2 separate regions of the Cricetulus griseus genome follow, and region 1 is linked to region 2. Evidence: chromatin contacts called from public Micro-C data. All regions are on one chromosome and are shown on one strand. The core of a region is the stretch at or near the end of the contact, and the rest is flanking DNA. Distances in the headings are between cores, read along the strand shown.

Evidence for each region. A called contact is a pair of places that touch in the nucleus more often than the background predicts.
Region 1: a Micro-C map of the CHO-K1 cell line shows a contact between it and region 2, with 3 times the contacts expected there. The contact joins the enhancer-like site here to the promoter of Mrpl53 in region 2. A contact is called at or near these places in 2 of 8 Hi-C or Micro-C datasets (the CHO-K1 cell line and liver).

What each region holds. Positions count from the first base shown.
Region 1 is chr8:74,356,083-74,360,436 of CriGri-PICRH-1.0, reverse strand. All of the region lies in intron 4 of Dctn1 (dynactin subunit 1), which reads right to left. Among named protein-coding and RNA genes, the nearest start is that of Dctn1, 19 kb to the right of the region's middle. Within about 2 kb of position 1,941, at least 4 of the 6 cell types and tissues checked have open chromatin away from gene starts, as enhancers often do.
Region 2 is chr8:74,279,988-74,284,058 of CriGri-PICRH-1.0, reverse strand. It overlaps Mrpl53 (39S ribosomal protein L53, mitochondrial), which reads right to left and starts at 2,712. Exons shown (of 3, transcript XM_027429419.2): 1 at 2,456-2,712; 2 at 2,203-2,315; 3 at 1,677-2,106. The coding sequence starts at 2,547. The coding sequence ends at 1,952. It overlaps Ccdc142 (coiled-coil domain-containing protein 142), which reads right to left. Exons shown (of 9, transcript XM_027429416.2): 7 at 3,995-4,071; 8 at 3,673-3,872; 9 at 3,130-3,545. The coding sequence ends at 3,235. LOC118239269 (a long non-coding RNA gene) reads left to right here and starts at 3,754. Exons shown (of 2, transcript XR_004771090.1): 1 at 3,754-3,884.

The DNA.
Region 1 (4,354 bases), core at 692-3,191, 77 kb before region 2:
GACCAGCTGCAAGCTGCCCTTCCCCTCTGTACACTGTAAACAACACTGACTTGCTAGCATGCGTGTACACATACATGCACATGCCTGAGACGCGTGTGCACTCAGCGTGGCCTACAGAGACCTGCTTGTTCTCACCTTGGGCCGTCGAGTTGTGGTCTGGACAGGCAACAGGAGCCAGAAGAGAAGGAGTCAGGAAAGAAAGGGTCATGGCAGGAGGACAGAGGTAGCAATGAGAGCAGAAGCGGCAACAGACAGGGCTAGCCCCACCAACCCCATCCCACTGCCTCCCTCAGGTAATCACCACCATACCTACTCCAGGAACTCACATCTCCCGCTGCCCTGTTCCTACCCTCATTTTTACTCAACTCTTGTAGACCTCACCCCTTCAGATACCCTGCAGATCCCAGAAGTCCTGTCTCTAGGCTGAGCCACAGGAGAGCAAAGGCAGCAGCTGGTAAGAAGGTCTCCAGAGACTGGCCTTCTGTGAAGGATCTCCCACTCCAGCCTAGAGGCCCCGCCCAGACATCACTCCCAAGGACTTTCCCAAGTCAGCCTCTTCCATCAAGTGCTAGACTCTAGAGAGGACACCCTAGGACCCAGCCCATGACAAGAGTACCATACACCCAGAAATGGGAACTTAATTCCTAAGAAAAAGGCTATCTCGTGTGTGTGTGTGTGTGTGTGTGTGTGTGTGTGTGTGTGTGTGTGTGTGTGTGTGTTTGCCCCTCAGGTCTGGGTGGCTCCATCCCTAAGGCAGAGGGCTCAGGTGTCAGGATTATGAATACTGCATCAGTAAAAGCCCACAGCTCAGCAAAGTAACCCTCCCAGCTGGAGGAAAGCAATGAGGGTGATCAGAGCACACAAGAACCACTGTTCTAAAAGCCACCCAGGAGGCCTTTGGGTTACTTCGAAGTAGCAAAGGGGCAATTAGCTCCAAATCCCAGAGGATTGCTAGCTGTGCCTCAGGGTTCTAGCAAAGACAAGATTTGGCTTAAGCTTGCTTCAGCAGACACCAAATCCAAGAAGACCAATGTCCACCCCTCTAGTCAGGACTAATTTACAATGGCTATGAGTCAAAAACTCTTCTAGGGTCCTCATCCTACCCTGATTAACTCCCTAGCACAAACTCTGAGGAGACGGGAGGCTGGGAGAACAAGCGAAGGCTGGTAAGTAGGCCTGCTTCAAGCACTGATACACCTAGCCTGCTGCCTCAGGTTGGACCCCTGGAAACCCTCCCAAGTGAGTCTGCAGTAAAGACTGCCTGAAGCCCAAGCCTGCGAGGCCTAGAACAGACTCAATCAGAGCCCAAAGCAAGTAGATCAAGAAATGTATGTCCAGGGGTGGGGCACAGTAGTGACACACACCTCTCCCTGCCCCCCCTCACCCTTACCCTCCTCCCCCCGCCAGGTAGACTGATGAAGTCAATCAGCCCCCACCCCCACCCCAGCAGCCTGCTTCCATCGCCCTGGCAACCCGGCGGCAGGACCAGAGCAAGCAAGAGTACCTTTCGGGCTGTCGGTGCCTGTCTCATCATTGCAGAAAACCACAGAAAGCAAGGAGAGGAAAGAGAGGGAGGAACAGAGAAGGGCAGACAAACACAGGGAGGAAAGACAGACGAAGGGAGGGAGGGACAGGCGGCGGAGACAGGAGATTAGTGCATCAAATCCCAACAATGCAGTCTTTGCTTCCGGGCCTGCAAAAGGCTGCTGTGGTGACACAGAGGCCCTGGCAGGTGTGCAGCAAGACAGCAGACGATTGCGAGCTCCGGCAGGCTCCAGCAGGCTCCAGAGCCTTGCCTGGCCCAGGTCGCCAGCTTAAGCTGATGGCAGTCTCAGTGGCCGCAGCAGCAGCAGCAGCAGCAGCAGCTCCACCTGACGTCATGCACCCACCCTCCTCAGCTCCATGGGGGTGGAGCTACCAGTCCTATGTCACCTAGCAACCACCCAGAACCGGGTGGCTCCTCCTCCGGATGGGACTAAGTCCTGCGCAAAGCTGTCCTTCCTCCCTGTCATACAAGGTTCTAGCTCCGCCCTCTTCTTCCCCTCCAAGACCCTGCTTCAAAAAGCTGGGCCAGGGGCCACTGTAGAAACGGCACTTTACGGAGCCAGGGAATTTGGGGACAGGATAGAGGGTCTGCCGGCTCCATCAATCCCTCATGATTACATTCTGGCCCCTGACAACCCCCATCACATCCACTTCCGTTACACACACTAGAGATGCCCTTAAATCTCTTATCAGGAAAACACAGTCAGAGCACCCCTCCAGCGCCCAGCTCCAGCTCTGAAGAGTACACAGTGACTAGGGAACCCTGGGACACGCCACTGGCAGCAGCAACAGCTCTAATTATAGTGTTGGGCTCTTCCCTCACCTCTCCAAGCTACACAGAGATGAAAGCTTGTGTCTAAAACTTTCTAAGAAGGGCAGGTATTTTGAGAGGTACCTATGTTCTCCCTCTCAAAACACTGGTTTGGAGGAGCTAATGGCTCTTACAGAGAACTCAGTTTGAATTCCAAGCACTCACTTGGTAGCTCACAACCATCTGTAACTCTTGTCCCAAGAGCATCTATCACCCTCTTCTGGCATCTGCAGCCACTGCTTAGACATGGTATACCAACACATGGAAGCAAAACACCCATACAAGTGAACACACACATACTGGTTTTTGCTCTGGATCTAGTTCCCTGTTCCATGTGGGATGACAAGGGCAACTCTGGCTAAATGATATGCTTTGACTGAATCACCTGGGTGTAAGACTGGAGAGAGCAGGGGACATTTTTTAGTGTAAGCACCAGGAAATAGACATTGCTCACGCCCCTAACCAGGGTCATGTCAGCTTGCAGCCAGAGCTTGCAGTGTCACACTTCAGTTTCATGCCCTACTATCCAGGGACCTGAGGTGAAACTGGAACACCAATCACAACACAAAAATCAAGGGATGAATGAAGCAAGCACCATGCATCTGGAATGTGACCAGCGCCCTTTAGAGCATTATCTGCCTTAGAATCCTAGTCCTGCGGGGAGCCAGGACCCAGGATCTAAAACAACTACTGGCACGTGGCCTCTACCATGGCAAAACTCCCATCAGGAGTTGAAAAGATGCTTTCTTCCCCCTTCCCATCATCCTAATGCAGAAGCTTCCCATGCAACATCAGGGAGGCCTGAGGCAGCCTGGCAACAAGGAGCTCACAGTACTGCACACATGGCTCAGACAGGCACATGCAGGGCAGAAAGAACTTGGGCAGAGGCCCAAGGCAAGGGCTGGTGTGAGGAAGTGGTCATGGCAGCAACTTAAGTGTTTAAAAGTCCATGGAGATGAGCTGGGCATGGTGGTACCCACGTGTAATCCCAGCACTAAGGAGACTGAGCCAGGAGGACTGCCACAGATTTAGGACTTCCAGATAGCATGTGCTACAAAGTGAGACCCTCTCAAAAGACCTAAAGAAAAGTCTGTGAAAGGGGGGGGATGGACCTCAGACACATACTAGACTAGGGAGGGTAGTAAAAGGCCGGGGGTGGGGCATTTGTGGCAGCACTGGTTGAAAGGCAGGCAGGCAAAGTTGTGGCTTCCTGACTGCTCTTCAGTGGTCCGATCCCCTCCTCCTTGTACAACCATTCTATATTTTCCCAGCTCCATCCCTCCAGTATGTCCTGCCATCCCCACTACGCCTGGCTACGTGAGACCTCACTGTACACCAGCTGCTCTGATTTGCCATTAGGCACCTGGAGTGTCTAACTGGGGGGGTCTAGAGCAGGGAGAAACTGTCTCTGGTGAGTCCAGTCTTTGGCCTGGTCCCTGAACCTCACGGCCTTATTCCCCCTCAAAGGTACTCTGGGAGTCAAACTGCCATTTCCTCTGGCCATGCCAGCCCCATGGTTACACACATGCATGCAGCAGTGGGGGTGGGGGACATGCAGGAGAGCAGGACGGGCTCACAGCCCACCCACCCACCCAGACCCAAACAGTAAACACACCACCTTCTTAGGCTTCAGTCCCCGCTGCGTGAGGAGTAGGAAAGGGCAGAGTTAGACAACAGACTGCCTGGCCAGACATCCTGTGCACAAACGTTAATACCAACTGAGGTGAACACAGGCAAGGGTGAGGAAGTCAGGCAAACTTCAAGCCCTGGGCAAAGAAGGGGTCCCTCAAGGACCAGCTTCTAGGATGTTCACCCCAGCTCTGAGAAGCTGGAGGCCTACCTCCCAACCACCTGCAGAGCACATCACAGGGAGCTGGAAAGGACCCTCTGTATGCATCTAACAACACTTGTGAGCAAAAGATCCTTCTCCCTCTACATTCCACCTTGCCCTGCCCTAAAACCCTCAGGTCTTGGCATCTTTGGATACCAGAAGGCAGG
Region 2 (4,071 bases), core at 1,463-3,962:
CCCAGTAATTCACTTGCTGGGAAAGCATGAGAAACTGACTTGGGATCCAGAATACCCACATAAAAGCCAGCTGGGGTAGTAACCTCCTGGGGGAATGGAGACAGGGAATCCTGAAGGCTTGCTGGCTAGTCTAGCTGGAAGTGGTAAGCTCCAGGCTCAGTAAGAGATCTTGCTTAGAAACAAAACAAGATGGAGCATGGTAGAGCAAAATATCCTACCTTTGGCTTCCACATTTGCAAACACAGGCAAGTGCACCTACATATACATATTCATACACTCACGAAAAGAAACAATGGGAATAGCTGGGCAATGGTGGGCATGCCTTTAATCCCAGCTCTAGGGAGGCAGAGCTAAGTGCCAGCCTGGTCTACATAGCAAGTTCCAGGACAGCCAGGGCCATACAGAGAAACCCTGTCTCAAAAAAACAAATGGAAGAAACAATATGTACCCAGTACTTGCAAATGCAAACACACACAGAGAGCAGTGCCTTTATGTTATAAAATATACATGGTTATTTGCTTAAAACTAAAGTTTCCTAAAAGAGCGTGGCTTGAATGGATAACTTTTTTTTTTCTTTTTTTTTTTTGGTTTTTTGAGACAAGGTTTCTCTGTGTAGCTTTGGAGCCTATTCTGGAACTCACTCTGTAGACCCGGCTGGCCTTGAACTCACAGAGATCCACCTGCTTCTGCCTCCCGAGTGCTAGAACTAAAGGCGTGAGCCACCACTGCCCAGCTTGAATGGATAACTTTTTATATCATTTAATCCTCTAAAATGATTTCGTGATCACATCAATGTCTGCCAGACTAAAAACTATTTCAGGTGCTATGAGAAATAAGCCATTATGTACTTGAAGGGTAAAATTAAGTACCAGCAAAAAATGATTAGGGAAAATGACACCAGGCAGGACAATGCAGGTGACACAGGAGAATGATGAGAATAGAAGGGTCTTGCTAAATAGACCAGGCTGGCCCCCTGAGTAGCTGGGATGGCCTGTGCTACCAGGTGGGGCTGATCCCATTTTAAGGAAAGAATGTTGGTAGCATATGCAGGAAGTTGGTAGTAGGTAACCATAGAAGTTGGGATTAAAACTAAACAGAAATGTAGGATCTAAGTCCAGAGTAGTTTAATTATGACAAATGAGTAGCTTTGTGATGGTTTTAGGGAATGGCTGCCATAGATTCATGTATTTGAATGCTTGGCCCTATTAGTAGGTGGAGGAAGTGTGTTGTAATCTCTTCCTACTGCCTGTGGATCAAGATGTAGAACTCTCAGCAACTTCTACAGTACCCTGTCTGCCTGTGTGGCAACATATTTCCTACCACGATGATAAATAATGGACCTCAGAAACTGTAAGCCAGCCCCAATTGAATGTCTTTTCTTTGTAAGAGTTGCCTTGGCCATGGCGTATCCATAAATAGAAACCCAAACTGACAGATTCTTTATGAGAGTAAGCAAAAACTATTAAAGATATACAAAGAGTAGACAAACTAAGTAAGAAAGATGAGGTATGAAGCCTGGTGTGATGATGCATGTCTATAATCCGGGCACTCAGGAGCCTTGAAACCAGGAGAATCCTTTCAAATTTCTAGTTCACCTTAGTTTACTAGCAAGTTTCAGGTCAGCTCATGACACGAGTCTGTCTCTACGAACCAAGCAAACAACCCGAGAAAAAGAATTCATTTGGTAATAAATATTTAATTAAAGGATACTTGGGTGATAAGTGAAGCCAAACTCAAATATGGTTAAGCAGCGAGGGAAGAGGAGAAAGAAAAATTCAAATTTGTCCAGACCCTCCATCACCTAACCTTACTTATCTTGCCCCCAAAGCACGGGTAGGTGTCAGTCTGTTCGTGACCTTCGCGTAACCTTCGAGTGATTAAGCCCAGCCTTCTCTTAGACAGCAGTCTTTTCGTTCCAAGCTAACATTTGGTTGTTATGTCCTCTGCAGTGTCAGCGCCGGGTACCATTAACTGGGCCGGGCTTGTCTGCGTTGGCCGCTGCGGATGCTGCCGCTGCGTTTCTGGCCCGGATGTGGGAGGCCAAGGCAGTGAACATTTCCTGAGCGGTGAGGTTAGCGCTGCGCATAATCAGCCGATAGCCATCTCCTAAGAAGATGCAAAGCGACGAGTCAGAGACCCGGAGTCCGCAGCGCAGGGCTCCGCTGCCGCCCGCCCGCCCGCCGGCCCCCCAGCCAGGCCTACCGAATAACACGTCCACGCAGGGCTCGGAGCCGTCGTGCCTCACGTCGGCGACCACCGAACAGTTGAGGTTTGTGGCACGCACTTTCTCGCTGCTCACCGCCTGGAGAAACGTCCTACGGTGGGAGGGCAGCGTGAGCGCGCCCGGGGACCAAGGGGCGTGCACGAGGCAGGGAGGGCCGGTCCGAGCAGCTTGGCACTCCGGCAGGGGGTCGACCGTGAGCGAGCCCCCCATCCCCACCCCCAGAACACGAACCTTGTCGACTCCACGTTCTTCTCAAACGGGCAGAACTGAACTCGAACCAGCTTGACCGGCTTCAGTCCGACGCGAGCCAAAGCCGACGCCATGGTTACCTCTGCTCCGGAAGTAGTGCTGGGGATCGCTTTATTGGAACGGACCGCTTCCGGCGGCCTCTGCGCGACTTGTAGCGGCTGTCCTCCCGGGCCGCCAAGGGACCCAGAGTGGGCGGTCCGCAAATACTTCAGCAATTAGCCATACCCTGTGCCACACACAGCGTAGACGGTGAATGTGCAAAAACCCCTTTTGCACGAAAACACGTCTCCTGCAGCTTTCCCGCTTCAGTGTCCTGCCGGCTAGATCTAGGTCAGCACCATCCTAAATCCTGGCTCCTTCCAATGAGGATTGTCCGCCCACCAGGAAGCAAGCCCACCCTGGCAGCTGAACGGCCAACGCTTAATGTTGTCAAGGTCCTACAGCCTAATGACTAAAAATAAAGACGGGGAAGCCTTGTTCCTGGGATTCAAGAGAAAGCATGTAGCTTGCTTCTGTCTCCTGAGAATCAACCCTGTAGACTAGCTATTTCTAGCTCTTGTCTCCACTGTTGCCAACTTTCAGATTTCGGGCTCTGGTTTGCCCCTTACTCTGGATTGCAGGTACTAGGGTGATCGTGGATTCAATTCCAGACGGTGTAGTTTATGTACGTGTTCTTCCAAGCTCCCCGTTTTAAGCCTAACATACAGTTCCTTGACTGGGGCTTAACAGACCATGATTTGCAACTCCTGATCCTAGGCAACTTAGGGCTCAGGACTTGTCCCCAGGCAGGAAAGAAAGGGCAGGTGCCAACGAGGGTGCTGGTGCAGCCTCAGGGCAAGCCAGGCCTGCTGGTTTCCAGCCAGGTAAGCTTCAGGACTAGGTCCTCCTCCTCCTCCTCTTCCTGCTCCTCCTCCTCCTGCTGCTCCTTCTGTTCCTCCTCCTCCTTCCAGAGTGCTTAGCAGGAGCATGTTCTGGGCTGGGGAGAGTCCAGGCCGGAGAGGGGGAGCCAAGCTTTCCAGGCTGTTGAGGCTGCTGGTGGGCAGTTCAGTGGTCTGGACTTCATTACAAAAACCTGGAAAGGCAGAAGTGGAAGGCAGGTTGGTGGGTGATGCTGAAAGTCAGTGGTGAGATGGGAGTCTCTTAAAGCAGTGATGGAGGGACTTGGGTAAACCTGGGGTTGGAGAGGGGTAATGACTCACAGCAACAGGGAGGCCTTCTGTGGACTGGACTCTTGGGCAGGGGCTGCTGCAGGAGACACAGCAGGGCCCCATCTAGCCGCTGGAAGATGCTGAGTGACAGCAGAGTCTGACGAAGCTCCCGGGACAGGCCCCACTGCTCCTGTTCCAGGACCTCCCTGACCACTCCGAAGTCTTGTTTGAGCTGCAGCGCCCCCTGCAGGCTAGATGTCCAGGTACAATGTGGCCACCTGACATTTCTGCCTCCCCACACTGCTCTACCCAAAAGTTCTCCATTTTTCCCTGTTGACATTCTCCCGCTGCCACGACCATCTTTCCTTCCCACCTGAACCGGATCCCATGGGTGAGGATGTGATCAAGCCAGGCACCCAGTATGGCTGTTAGTGCCTGGCTGAGGGCGGG